3 separate regions of the Mus musculus genome follow, and all the other regions are linked to region 2. The links are chromatin contacts, called in public ChIA-PET maps. All regions are on one chromosome and are shown on one strand. The core of a region is the stretch at or near the end of the contact, and the rest is flanking DNA. Distances in the headings are between cores, read along the strand shown.

Region 1 (4,554 bases), core at 506-3,005, 250 kb before region 2:
TTCCCCTGCCACCACACCACACACCTCTCTGTTTGGGACTCGCCTGGCTGATGCCAGACTATATTCCTGGAGACAAGTCTATGCTTTGTTCACCTGCTAGCCACTCATTCAGTAGCGGTGCAGGGGTAGGGCCTTGCATCTCAGAGTAAGGCCACTAGTGTTTTAGCTGTTCAGTAGAGTCTGGGCAGTGCCGTACAAAGAGCTCAGGGTCTGAACAAGTCTCTAGAACAACTGAGAACCTAGACAGAAACGCTTTAGGGATGTATGATCCATTCTAACGACCATCATCCCAGGCCATGATTGAGAGGTTCACATCCGCAGCAGAACCAGGCCATCCCACCTGGGGGCGCTTCCTTCCAGCCGAACTCGGGGATTGGGATGCGGTGATGGTGGTGGTGGGGCGCTCTCCAAGGCTGCGGTGGGGCCCAGGGGAGGGGGTTGCACAGAGCTGGAAGAGCCATGAGTCAGCGGCCACGGTATTTCTCCAGCAGCTGCTCCGCAGGCGATAAGAGTTTGCCAACCCCCTTCCCGGGGGCCTGGGAGAGAAGAGCCAGCCCCCTCCAGCCTGGGTTAGGGGTCCCTGAAGGTTTTCCAGTTTTAGGAAAATAAGCGAGGACCCTCTTTGGGGGTGCCCGAATGAACTTGCTAGGGGGCCTCAAATGGCCGGGTGTTGTGAGACACCCCCCACCCCACCTGCTAGAAACAACAGCCAACGCTCAGCAGGCTGGGAGCGGTGGGAGCCAAGTGGAAGAAGAGGGCGGCCAAGGGGCAGGCAGGGTGGGGTAGAGGAGCTCCCGCGCTCATTCCTCCCTGTCCCAGGTTCCTGGAGTGCTGGGTGGATGGTGGTCCTGTCACATAGCACCTAGACGCATCAGCCTCTCATGGGAGCATTGCCACCAGTAGCTGCTCACTGAATAATGTAGCCTACTTCCATCTGATGTCTGGCATTGAGCCGGCATCTCAGTTATGCTGTGAGACAGCAGGAACCCGAGAAAGTCAGTGGTCTATGCCCCTCAACTCATTTGCTAACAAGAAAGCTAAAATCCAGAAAGAGCAAGCCATTTACCCACAGTCACAAGGCGTGTCACTAGTATTTCGGATGGGGTTCTCCGCAGCTCTGGGATTGAACTGAGGGTAAGGAGGTTTCCCTTATGTTCTATACCCACCTCCCTCCATCCCCGTAAAGCTCACTCTAGAGATTTCAAACCTCCCCATCTCTGGCCCTGGTCGCTCTCGCCCGCTATAGAGCCTTCCTCCAGCTCACACAGACACACAAGAATCATATTTAGGCTGTCTGATGGAAATAGGGGGTGGCGCTGGGGGGCGGGGGAGGGGGGAGGAAGGCCGGTGGCCAGGAGTTCACAGAAGGCTCACGCCAGCGTTTGAGGGGGCGGGGTGTTCTGTTAGGGTGGGCAGTCTTGGGGGGGGTGCCATTCCGTACAGGCAACGGGGGTGGGAAGCCAGAGAAGGAGGCACTGGAGATATTTCCCTCCTCCTTAAAGACTTTTTCCTACACTTGTGCCAATATCAGCTCTTTCTCGGCCGCCACGGGCAACAGGCGCCGGTTCCACTCCCTGGAAGGAGAGGTCCCCAGACCTCCGGCTCTCAGGCCGGCACCCTGCCTCCCCGGCTGCTGCTTCTCTCCTTGGCGCTACAGCTCAGCCGCCCGCCCTTTAAATTTTAGGGGTGGAGGGAGCCCTGCTCGCTCAGTGCTGCAGTTACGTGGCTTAATCGGCCTCTTGGGCCCCGCCCCTCCCAGGAATCCCGCTTGCCATTGGTGAGAGCAGAGAAGCTCCTGGCCAATGATAGGAGGCTGCGAGCCACCGCCCGCCTGACCAGGAACGCGGTTGCGCAGAGTAGGATCCTAGACCTGGAAGCTTGCTACACGGGGGAGGGGGGATATAATCAGTTCTTAGTTTGTGTCTGGGGCAGAGCTGAGATGGCAATTCCACGACCCTAATCAGTCGTGTGGCCACTCGCGATGATAGGCGAACGGAGAGAGAGCAACTCACTTCCAGCTCTGCCCCTCCGCTCCTTCCAGTAATCTTACCATGGGGTGGCACGAATGGAGCCCCAGCCAGCCCCTCGTGTGAGAGGAGACGTTCCCAGGGTTGTACAGACTGAGCTCTTTCTTTCCTTAACCCTTGCAAAGGGGTCACTGCAGACAGTGAAAATATCTGGACGCAGCGGTCAGCTGTGGTATACGTACAAGCAGCCACTGTGCATCTCTTTCCCCTAGACCTGGACCTGGTTCTCTGATGCCTGCACTGGTGCTCTGGTTTCTGCACCAAACCCTGATCCAGAGAGATTCAGCCCGTGCTGCGTGGGAGAGACCTAAGTTGGTCCAGACTGAGATGTGGGATCAGGGGTGGGGGAAATCCCCTGCGAACTTTCCTTCTGAGAAAATAAGCTCTGGGAAGAGATGGGAGGGGAATCCTCTCACATTTCCCTCGTTCTTTTCCCAGGGAGGGCAGCAGACGCCTCTTGTCCCCTAACACACTGACCCACACATTCCCGGACGGTTACTTGCCTAGTGATCACTAGATAATTGCCTCCATTTCAAGCCCAAAGGCCACTGCTGTGAGTCACTGCTGTGTCCAGTGTGGGTGGGAGTTGGGTGAGGGAAACTTAAGACTGCCCAGAGATATGGGCTTCTGGGTCCCCAGTTGTCAGTAGATCTCCTTGTCCTTAAACATCACCATCCAGGTATTTGGGGGCCCTAAGAGACTAAGAACTTGTCTTCTAGAGACAGGCTCTTGGCTGCCTGACGAAAGGGCATAGATACTGAACCAGAACTCAGGAGGCCCCAGATGGAGAGCCCTACTTGGCTCTGCTCTGAGGTCCAGGCATGGTCAGGTGGTGTGCCCAGGTTTCTCCTGGGTTACTGTTTGTGTTCCCCCTGAATTGAGCGGTCAGGGTCAGAAGTCAGCTCCTTCTTTGTTTAGCCTTTCTGGACCTAGAAGGGATAAAGTCTTCCTAGAGCCCTCCTGGCAGGTGTGGGAGTTACAGGGAGTCTGCTGCTCTAACCTCCTATCAGGCCCTCTTCCTACAGGCCAAGGAAGGGCTGGTGCTGGGTTGACCTGTTTTTCCCTTATTCAACGATTAACCATGAAACCTAAATCCAAATACACAGGGCTGCTTCTGTGAGTGCACATGTGTACACTGCATCTCAGAGCTGGGATGGGAGGGACCTTCCACCCAGGGAATCTCCATTTCTCTGACATGACACAATGAGAGATACAAACCACCCCTACCCCCACAACTGATACATTGAGATTTGTCTTGCACAGGGTCTATCATATGTATATTAGTACTCCACCCATAGCACCCCAGTTTACATAGAGGGACACTACCAGACAGTAACACAAGCCCAATGAGAAACTCATCAGATAGGGTCAGATGGACACCAATTCAAAGAATGTCGCTCAGAGGTTAGAGCACATGCTATGTATGCATGAGGCCCTGGCTTCTATCACCAGTACCATAACCCCACCAAAGGCCAGGTCTGGTGATGCATACCTCTAATCCCAGCACTTGGGAGGCAGAAGTTGGTGGATCTCTATGAGTTTGGAGCCAGCCTGGACTACACAGAGAGACCTAGCTCAAAAACCAAAACAAGAAAAACACAACAGGAGAAAGACAGTCACGGCCACCACACTCACCATCTCACACCCTCCCAGGCCTAAAAGATGAGCAAGCTAAGCCCGAGAGTCATGTGAGCCCCAGCAAGAGAAGGTTTGGGAGTCCTAGCTTGTTTGACACTGGGACAGTCACAGCTGGATTTGAGGATTGGCTGTCACGGAGACTGGAGCGGGGTTTGTGCCAGCATATGCTGGAAAAATAAGCTGGCACCCACTGCAGGCTTCTTCTAAGCCAAGGAAGGTCCTGAGAGGGCATATACCACCTCCGCAATCCCTGCTTGGTAGTCTAACCACCTACTTTTTCCTGGGTAGGCTAAAGGTCCCCCACGTTCCTGGCCAACCCCTGCCATCTTCTAACCAGGCGGCTCCTATGCTGTGGCCCAACTCTGAGGCAGGCGCCAGGCACTGTCTGGACAGGAGGAAGCTATGGCAGTGAGTGGCACTGCCCAGGGTTCAGATTAGCTGTGACTGGCACCACTGAGGGATGGCAGCTCATGGTCTGGCCGCTGAGGAGGCTGGTCCATATGCAGTTGCCAGAGAATGCCTTCGGGACAGCTCAGGACACTGAAAACCAAGAGTTAGAAGTGGCCCTGGGGACCTCTGGAGAATAAGCAGGCAGTCACCCCCATTACCCATCACGTACCCACTCATCCGGCCTTTACTGTTCATCTACTTTCAGTAAGAGTTCGTAGTAAAAGCTCATTTTTCTATGTTCAGCTCTGCAGAATGAGAGATGAGCAAGCAGGCCTGTATCCCATTCTAGAAAGACTTTCTGATATTTGGAAGTGTGATCATTTTTTAGAGCTGTGATCTACTAAATCCTAAAACAACTATGCCATTCCCAAATTTACCCATGACTCGCAAGCGCCCTGGACTAGTCTGAGCTCCATAGGGTAGCTTGGAATGATCATGT
Region 2 (4,955 bases), core at 657-3,156:
CCCTTCCTTCTGTTTAGTTAAAGTAGGAATGACTCCTGTGTAGTGCTTAGCAGTTTGAGAAGTTTGCAAAGTAAACAAACATGTCCTCTGCCCAGGGTTCAGGAACCAGATATAGTAAGGTTGAGTTATTTGGCTGGTATATTACAAGAACTTTCTTGCTTCTAGTAACAGAAGCTCAAGTCAACATGATTGAAGCAAAAGAAATTCTTTGGCTTATGTAGCTAGCCAGTTTGAGGATGTGGCGGGTCTCAGGTGTGGATGAAATGTGCAGTCTTCTCTCCTTGGCATCATTGGCAGTGCACAGACTAAGCTTGTTGGCTCTAGCAGTTGTCGCTTTGTACTTGTTTTTTTTTTTGTTTGTTTGTTTGTTTGTTTTTGTTTTTGTTTTTGTTTTCTTCCCCACCAACATTTCCTATCCCTAGAAGTGCCAGCCTGAGGCATGGATAGGATTTTCAGGTCCATTCTTGAGCCAAACTTTGTTCACTGTGGTCTAGGGACCATAGTCTCTTTTATCAGCTATGCTCAGCCATGTGCCACCCCTGAAGCAGGGCTTGGGTGTTTACTGTTACATTGATTGTTATCCTGGGAGCAACTTGGGAGAATGCCTTAGCTTTGGAGTTTTCTCATAGCTGGAAACAATGTTGTGGAGAAGTAGACTTGATAGTGCCATTTGTAGATTTTTTTCTGTGTTCCCAACATCATATTAGACTCCTGACTTCTGAGCGGGAAGATTTTCTTTCATTTACCCTTCCCAGCCGTGTTTCTCCCCTCTGATCACATTCCTTTCGGTTTCTTGGTGAAAATTTGTTTTTCATCTAATCTCTGTCTTTTCTGCTTATGTTCTGCTATGAAGTGAGTTGGAGAGCACCCCCCCCCCTTGGGTTGAAGCATAACTACCATTCTCTTCTTTCAAAGACAGTCCTACTGCAGAGCTTAATATATCAGATTAACAAGAACTCCAAATTTCCTAGTGTAGCTAAGAAGCCTGTCTCTAAAGAGCAGAGTGGGAGTATACTGTCTCAGGTTCAGTTGAGTGTCTCTGGAAGCACGAGAAGCCTGGACAGTGGAATGTGGGTTTAGAGACTTTCTATACACACTCCTGCGAGGGCTGTGGGAATGGAGGCAGGAGGGAAGTCAAATGCTCTGGTTTTCATTCTGTCACCAGAACTAAAAGAAAAAAAAAAAAGAAAAAAAAAAAGACCTAACTGTATTTTAGGCCCCCAAGCAGCAGTCAAATGACATGCCACCTGCTGACCTAATCCATTTCATTCTGGTACTAGGATTGCCAAAGCAATTTGCTCAATTGCAATTGACTGTTTACTCTGGAAAACAACAACGATTAGATTTAATGTTAGAAATCATACATTTTATTACAAATTAAAACTTTTAAGGATAAAGTTAATCCTTTTGGAAAAGAAGTCATTTCAGTATGGTGTGAATCCTTCAGAAACTAGCTGTACTTTTAGAAAGCCACTTTTCAATGCTTTTCTAGGAAGGACAGACTGCTGATGAGACAGACCCAAGACAGCAGAAGCTGAGTGAAGCAGGGAACTAGGCACTATGTTTAACTTTAGGTAAAATTTGCATTTTACTATGGGAAAACAAACTGTGTACCTTGCCAGGGATGAACTCGTGTTACCCCAGAGGCTGCTCACCTGCTGAACGGAGCAGAGGGTGTGTGCTGGTGCAGTCCTGTGCACTCGGGCGAGTGTTACTGCAAGACCACCTGTGGCTGGCTTCTTTCTCCTTCAGCTTTAATTTCAAGAATACCATTTTCCCTTCATCAGAATGGAGCAGGACAGTTAAAACTTGCAAATTACAGTTTCAGGACTTGGACTCTGGTCTTGAACATTGTACTTAATAGTCACCTATAGAACTGCAGCTGACACGGTAGAGTTGTAGACGCACGGACTTCCCACTCATTCAGAGATCCTGCCATAAGTAAGTACCAAGCTGGCAGAATGCAGGTGTCTGCTTCCAGTTCCAACCCTCTTCTAGTTCCTGTTGCTCTCAAGGTTCTCCAGCTATGGAATTTGCTTCCCTGCGTGAGCTGCTCAGAAGCCAGCTCTCCTGCTCTGCCCAACACGCTCACAGTCGGCAGAACAGGAAATCACACTGATCAGCACACCACTCTGTTGATCAAAGGAAGTCAACCACTTTTCTTCAACAAGACCCAGCGGTTTCAGTCACTATGACTTCTCTTCCCCTGCCGAGAGCAAGGCCACTGGAAAGCTCCTGGCAGTGTGAGTCTGTGTGTAGAGAGCATGGCTGTTCCCTTTGCCTTGCCTGTGGCCAGGAGAGGACAAGGTGGTGAGGAGCAATGGAGAGAAACAGCAGCCAGAGTCTTTCCTTTCGGAAGCTGCGAGTGATACATTTCTTGTCGGTGGCAGTCCCTAGTGGCCGCCCTTAAATTTCTTGGGGAAAAACTTAATATTTGTTTTAATTACAAAAGAGCCGAGCCCCTCAGCAAATTGAGCATGTGGTGACTACATAAAATATATGATAGAATATGGTTTTACTTTGAGTTAATCACAGGTCTGGCAAATTAGAAAATTTAAACAAGTCACTTTTTTTTTTAATGCTTAATCTTGTAATTGTGTTCCTTTTTGCAGTTTGCTGGGTAGTTTTGTTTTTTGTTTTTGTTTTTTAGTAAGGAACCTGCAGACCTCAATGCTAATTAATTGTATATAGGCAATAGTATATGCTATTTGTGGCTCTTTCCAGTGTATACGTCTCGTCCTCATAAGCTGTTGGCATTGTAGTACAGTTTATAATATAGAATGTGGAAGGAACCCTCTGAAGAGGACAGTGCCTATTCATTGCTGTGTTTGCAAGTGAGCAGTATGGCAGCCAGCAAGGACAATGCTGTGACAGGTGGGAAGAGCAGATGCAGAGATGCCCCCTCTGTTCCCTCCTCTCCCCCCTCTTCAGCTTGACTTCATGGTTTTCTGCTCCTTTCCGTTTAGAAGCCACGTGTCCCCTACCCACCCCACCCCACACACATTTCTTTGGCTTGCAGGAGCCACTATACAAGAATACACTGGAAGCTAGCCTGTACTTGACCTGTCCTGAGCATAGGCTGTCTGGGCTCAGCCTGATGTGCAACTGAAAAGGTGAGGACCCGACATAGGAGAATTCATAGAGCAGGTTTTGACAGCTTATTATCTGAATTTGAGGAATGATAGAGGACTTCTAAATTCTGGCTCTGCAAATTCTGTAGTACTTTGTATCAGAAACAGAAGTCACATTTTTTGTGTATAAAGAAAGCTGCTTCCTTACCTTGGTCTAGGCTTGGGTCTAAGTGAGCAGGGAGAAAAGGAAGCCAATGCCCCAACAGTCTGTCTCTCCTCCCTGAAAGTGAAGCTCTGCGCCCTGCTGTGAGGAATGCAGCCGGCAGTGGCATAGCTTGTCATCTGCCGAACTACTTGAGCTATTCCCTGCACAGGCATCCAGCTAAGGATTTCCTTTCTATGGTCTCCCTTCAATTATCTTCTCCTCAGGCATTGCTGGTGGGAATATAAAATGGTACAGTCACTTGAAAGACAACAGTCTGGCAAGTTTCTCAAAATGTTAAGCATGGAGTTGCCATGTGACTCAGCAGTCTCACTCCTGGGTGTGTACCCAAGAGAAATGAAAACAGATGCTCAGGCGAAAGCTCCAACATGAATGTTCATATCTTCATTGTTCATGATAGCTCAGAAGTACTAAGACCTCCATCTAATGAGGAATGGTTAAAGAAAATGTGGTATATCCAAGGAATGCAATGGTATTTAGCAACACAAACAAATGAAGTGCTAATGCTTGCTACAGTGTTCTTGAATCTTGAAAATGTTAGGGTAAGTGGAAGAAATCAGGCACAAAGGCTGTACATTAAATGGTCTTGTTTATATTGGATGTGTTAGATATGCAAATTCATAGTGACAGTGATGGGAAATTGACCACTGTTGCCCATGGGCTAGGGGAAGTGTGCAGGTCTCAGAGTTTGAGGAGTTTCTGCTGATGCATTCAGTTCTTTTTGGGGTGATGAAATATCTAAAGTTTGCTGTGCTTATGATCACAGCACTCTGTGAAGGTGTCTGAAGCTATTGAGTTGTATACTTCAAATGAGTGGATTTATTACATCTGAACTATCTCATAGAGCTGTTAAACATTTCATTTACATCTTGATGAAGATACTGAATGTTTTCTTAAAGTAGCAGTGTTAGAAGCCACATCTCAAGAATGCCAAGTTTGTGACAGACATCACTTACTTGTTTGGTGTGCCACTGTTTTCAGTTTTCATTGCTTTATCTGGCTTGATCCTGATCAGACCCCACTCTGCAGATGAAACTGATCCACATAAGAACAAATGGCTTTACAGGACTGTACAGCCAAATGGTGGGACAAGGATTCACTCTCAGGCTTCGTGCACACTAGTCAGTGCCCTCCTGTGGCATGTCAGTGACCTGGGATGCCTCTCGGATTGATTAGCCTTAACTGTTTTTACTTCTTTAATAGAAATAAAAAAAAAAGTCACTTTTGGTCTCTGATTTGCTTTCCTTATCTGGAAATGGAGATAATGGTGTTTTCACTTTTAAAGTAATTTTCTCCTTCTCCTGGTTTGTTTATGTAAAAATGGATGTTGGGGGCATTCCCTGTCTTGGGATCATACATAAAGACTGCTAAAAGACAGTTCAAACTTCTGCCTGACTGGACAAGTGCTTCACAGTAAACCACAAAGGAATGTTGTTTCTCCTGTTTTATGCTTTTTGACTGCACAACCTTAGCAGGATTAATAATAACCACTTATGTCCCTGTTCCCCGAGGAGCAGAGCCACTGTCCTGACAGCATCAGATCAGCCCTCATCTCTCCATGCTGTATGGGAACTGATGTCCGAGGAGCTGGAGTGGAGTAACTAGCTTGCCTGAAGCTCTGTCTCAGGCTGCCTCTCTGCTGTACCAGTTGTGCATTTATT
Region 3 (4,729 bases), core at 1,239-3,738, 200 kb before region 2:
ACCCAGACCCAGCCCCAGCCCCAGACAACACTCCTGTTACAAGAGCCGTGATCTAAATTCCTCGTGGAAAGTCTGTCTGAATTAGACACCTCATTTTAATTCCCATTTCCTTTTTAAGTCCGGTCCCTCCTTCTTGAGAACCACATTTAAAGCTGCGAGCTGGCCTTCCTTCTGTTTTTGCTATTTGTGTGCCAATTTCAAGGGTGGGGAGAGCCACGTTAATTTAAAAATATAGCACAAATAGCAAAATGAGGCTTAGTTTAAAGTAAAAGCCACAGAAAGAGTTTTCCCCTTCCCTTCCATGCGTTTCAGATTTTCCTAGATCCACCTTTATGTCTTCAGAGCCCAGACATAGGAAGTGACTGAGCCTCACTGGATATTCTTCCAAGCCTGAGCAAAAAGCCTCCAGCTCATGCTCTCAGGCCACCTTTATATTTTATTTTTCTGTTTTAGAGATTTGAGTTCGGGGTGGGGGGGGGGAGCTCAGAAAGCTGGCCAAGTCCCCGATTCCATGGTAGGGTTCTAAGCACCGGTAGATTTGGGATTATAACCAATATCTTCCAATCAGTTGTGTCTGCTTGTGCATTCTGGGTATTGGGAATGTAACTGTTAATTAAGGGAGTTCCTAGATTAAATCCAGGTGTCATTATTTACTAGTTTTTTGACTTTACATCAAACAGGAATCATGATCCCCACGGTACAGGCCATACTGTATCAAGGTCTAAAAAGGGCCTGGTGCGACCAATAGGCGGCGGCTGTTATGAAAATAGACCCTCTCGTCTGTGGGCTCTCTCTTTAGTCATCATCTGCCATTTTGGAAAAGGAAAGAATATTTGTAATCTACTTCAAGTGGAGGGTCTACCTCCATTTTAAATCACCCTCGGGCTCACTAGAAGGGAAGACCTGACCAGACCGAGCTGAATTTGCAAACACCTAGGCCTTTTAACCGAGTGGAATCTCTGCCGTTGCCCCCTTATACAAAACAAGATCGAAGCGGCTGGGACTTGGGAAGCCTTGAACGAATGTCAATCGGTCTAAAGAAGCCGGTCTAAATGCGGCGTGGGCTCAGTCACCTGGAGAAGGAAAGCCACTGCAGGCGGCTGTAGGCAGAGGGGACGGAAACTCCATGCGCGAGCGGCAGCGCCCTCTGCTGGTTATATGGTGCAAATCCGGAGCCTAGACCCGCCGCTGGTCAAATGGGACTCGGGATTCCTTCCGCTGCCTCCGCCCCCGCTCCGTCCCTTCTCGGGATCGCCGAGCCTAGTCTGGGTCTGGATTCCAGGAGAGGCGTCCCCATCCTACGCTTGAAGGCAGAGCAAGGACGCTGCTCCAAAACACCCGGTTCATCAGCTGAGCGGAAGCTGCAGGAATCTACCCAAATCCACCAGCGGCTGCTTTTGCCTCCCAGAAGCCGGGGCTATCCGAGGTGGTTTGGAAATGGCATCGCCTATGGCCAAGATCGAGGGTTCTGCGGACAGAGAGGAGCCCTGGGTTCGCTTTCTGCCTCATCCAGCTAGGTGACCTTGGGCAAGGTACTTAAATTTCCATGTGCCTTGTTTTCCTCATCTTTAAGATGGAGAGAATGCTCCCGACCTTGACGGATTGGCTCGAGGATTACACTAGAACAGGCAGCCTAGGTTGGGATTCTGGCATTGACATCAGCTAGTTGTGTGCCCTGGGGCAGGTTACTTAACCTCTCTGCCCTAGTTTCCTGAAAAATAGGGAGCATAACGGTACTTACCTCCGAGGGTTGTTGCCTGCAAAGCGCTTAACACTGCGATGGAAGAGTAAGCGCTTAATAAACTGTGGCTATTATGACTGTTGTCATTATTGTCCTTAAGAGCACTGAGCACAGGAGCAGAGGTCTATCGGGCTGGTTATTATTATTATGTTTCTCGAGTATGGTTATTTCTTTCCCGGAATTGTTAAAATTATTATTATTATTATTCACAAACTCGAGTCCTTATCAGTAGCTGAAGGACAAACAGTCTTCCCGAATTAGAATCCCGGGAGGAGGGCCAAGGACGCGGCGGCGGGCTGCAAGGACCGGGACCTGCGGGGAGGAAACCCGCGCCCGGGTTAGCGCGCGTCAGAGCCTCGGTGACGTCTCTAGGCCCTCGGGCTAGGGAGGCGCGGCCTGCGCACGCCAGGCGTCTGCAGTGGCCCGGGACGGCCGGGTGGTACTCCAGCTACGTGGATGCCCGGCTGGGAAAAGCCTCCCTGGGTCAGACCCTGCGCCTGCCGCTGCGGGGTGCACCCGAGGCTCCGACCGCAGCCTGGCCGGGAGGACGGAGGTGCCAACCCCTGCTCCGGTGTCCGGGCTCCGCCCAGCCTGGCGCACCGCTACCCGCGCGGAGGCTGCTCTGCATCAACATAATGCTCCCCATCCCTGCATCCTCCCGGAACCCATTCCTCATCATCCCTCAGGGCCTCAGCTCAGATTCTCCTCCCTTGGTGCTCGCTCTGACAGACTCCTCCTCTGTCTCTGGCGCCTCCCACTCGCCCGCAGCGCCCGGAGCACGCCCCGCAAGTCCACTTGGTTTGCTACGCACGCATCTCCAACTCGCTGCATCTTGTCCCCGTTACTCTCCGTCGCAGTGAAGGTGACACCACCCACCCGATCACTCGCGATGCGTCCTGGATGCTTCTACCTGCAGTGGTTACTACAGTCTACGCTACTCCCTCTGTGACCTTGTGAATTACCCTCACTCCGTTGGGTATTAACATCTTCCTCTCCAAGGTCTCCCGAGTACATCCTCCTGTATTTCGAGCCCCGTACACCCCTATTGCCCAAGCCTCGCAGCTTCTGTGGAGAAGCCTGGCGCTCCAGGCCCTCCCCATCTTCCTGAGCAAGCAGGTCTGCCATTTTCTAACACCTCATAAACTAATCCCAGTTTAGACCCTGCCTGAGTAGCACTATTTAAGTTGTTCAGTGTTTACTCCCTCTCCGATTACCTTTCCTTATTCTGCTGAACTCCAGAGGGAGTCTCTTCTTCAAGGGTGTCCCATCCCCCGTTCTACTATCTGGCGGTGTGAAATGTTTCTGGACTACAGGACCTTTCTAGGTGGCCAAAGGTCTGTGCCCCGCCCCCTTCTGCTCCCTTCTTCCCATAGCTGGGTTCCTTCTACCTAGAACACCTTTTTTCTTTCCCTCATCCCTCCTCCACCCTAAGGACCCCCAGCCTTCCCGATGTACCCAACCCAACCCAACCTCGACTCAATCAAATATTCCTTTGAAAGGTTAAAGGCCAATTTAAGAAATCTGAACCTTACAAAAACTGCATTTAAAAAAATTGCATTTAAAAATCTGAAGCTTACAAAAACTGCTTGTCTGTATCACATGCTCTCTTTCCTTACTTAAGGTTTCCTCTACTCAATCCAGAGTTTCTTAAAAGGGCACGGATCCTTTGGATCTGGGTGGAATTCTTTGAACCAATTTCTATCCCTTCCCAGAGGAATCACGTTGGGAAGCACGTTGGGGCTTCTTCATTCCCAGCACACGCTTTTATGTTTTTACTCCATATCTTGGTGCCTATAGACACTTAATGGAATCATCTAAAATTACTTTAAACGTTGAAGAGACGCTATTAGACTGAATATATAATCGTGTAACTTGATTTTTTTTAAAAACTAGGCAGCATGAACCCACATTAATGTACGTATTTCTTGATCATACTTTTTCAGTGCTGACGGGGGACCCGTTATGAATTCAGCACATTTTATTTTTCCCGTCTTCTAGAAGATATTTAGCTCATTTTCACTTTGTTTTTCTGTTAGAAACAATGCTATAATAGCTTTTTTAAAAATCTCATTCCCGAGTTTGAAAGCAGAGTTTGGGTAGATACTTGGGTGCAGAATTGCGGGACTCAGGACGCAGAACCTGGCAGCGTTGTTGGGCATGGCTGAATGGGTTTTAAGTGGTTGTACTAATTCACAGTTCCATTCGTTATGTGAGAGTTCCCCGTGTTCTACATCCCCAGCACTTGCTAATGTCAAACTTTAAAATTGTTGCCAAACCCATGAGTGTGAAATGGCATTTCAATGTTTTAATTTGCAGTTCCCTGCTTACAAGTGAGAGAGATAGGAACATACTCTCTTTGTTTATTGGCCATTTGCCTCTCCTCCTTTTTAAATTGGCCATTGGTTTATTTGACAGTGCATCTTTTGGTCATGTCCTATGTGTGGGAGTTCTTTATATATTCTGGATACTAATCCTTTGTCAGTCTGTGGCCCATCTGGTGTCTTTTATTCCACTCAATTGCAATTCTAAATTGATACGATTATTTGGTGAATGTCTGATTTTCCTCTTAAGCAATAAGTCCATGAGAAGACGACTGTCCCTTGTAATAAGTGCAATATTTAATACGTACCAGGAAGTTAATAAATACTACTGACTGAAATGTGTTGATAATTGACATTATTATTTTTAATTATTGAGTTTTCTCTCCTTCAAGCTTTTTTTTCTCAACTTCTCGAGAGTAGGAATCTGGTGATATTTTATTTCTTCACGTCTCCAGTGCGGATTGCACCACAATGCTTTGATCATAGAGCATGTGCCCAATGATTGTTAAGTTCCTTTGTGGGTTTTCTTTTTATTCCCCCCTCTCATTCTTTTCAGGTCACCCTCTATCTCTGAGCTCAATTTAGCTCTGCAAATGGAATAGATAATAAAGAATCTGCTGCTGCACATTTGAGAGAATTGTCTGAACTGCGCATAAATGGAGCACTT

Evidence for each region. ChIA-PET counts read pairs in DNA pulled down with a chosen protein or histone mark.
Region 1: an RNA polymerase II ChIA-PET map of memory CD8 T cells shows a contact between it and region 2, with 52 read pairs. The contact joins two enhancer-like sites. A contact is called at or near these places in 1 of 484 Hi-C or Micro-C datasets (nephron progenitors), 1 of 115 datasets of contacts at active chromatin or transcription factors (memory CD8 T cells) and 1 of 9 other capture datasets (embryonic stem cells).
Region 3: an RNA polymerase II ChIA-PET map of memory CD8 T cells shows a contact between it and region 2, with 50 read pairs. The contact joins two enhancer-like sites. A contact is called at or near these places in 5 of 115 datasets of contacts at active chromatin or transcription factors (bone marrow-derived macrophages, embryonic stem cells, memory CD8 T cells and 2 more).

Annotation. Positions count from the first base shown.
Region 1 is chr2:92,006,711-92,011,264 of GRCm38.p6, forward strand. All of the region lies in intron 1 of Creb3l1 (cAMP responsive element binding protein 3-like 1), which reads right to left. Among named protein-coding and RNA genes, the nearest start is that of Creb3l1, 15 kb to the right of the region's middle. Within about 2 kb of position 1,756, at least 358 of the 459 cell types and tissues checked have an H3K27ac peak or open chromatin away from gene starts, as enhancers often do. A contact at or near this core is called in memory CD8 T cells, where this site is marked.
Region 2 is chr2:92,254,170-92,259,124 of GRCm38.p6, forward strand. All of the region lies in intron 6 of Phf21a (PHD finger protein 21A), which reads left to right. Among named protein-coding and RNA genes, the nearest start is that of Mir1955, 65 kb to the left of the region's middle. Within about 2 kb of position 1,907, at least 47 of the 459 cell types and tissues checked have an H3K27ac peak or open chromatin away from gene starts, as enhancers often do. A contact at or near this core is called in memory CD8 T cells, where this site is marked.
Region 3 is chr2:92,057,478-92,062,206 of GRCm38.p6, forward strand. No RefSeq gene overlaps it. Among named protein-coding and RNA genes, the nearest start is that of Gm31473, 32 kb to the left of the region's middle. Within about 2 kb of position 2,489, at least 233 of the 459 cell types and tissues checked have an H3K27ac peak or open chromatin away from gene starts, as enhancers often do. A contact at or near this core is called in memory CD8 T cells, where this site is marked.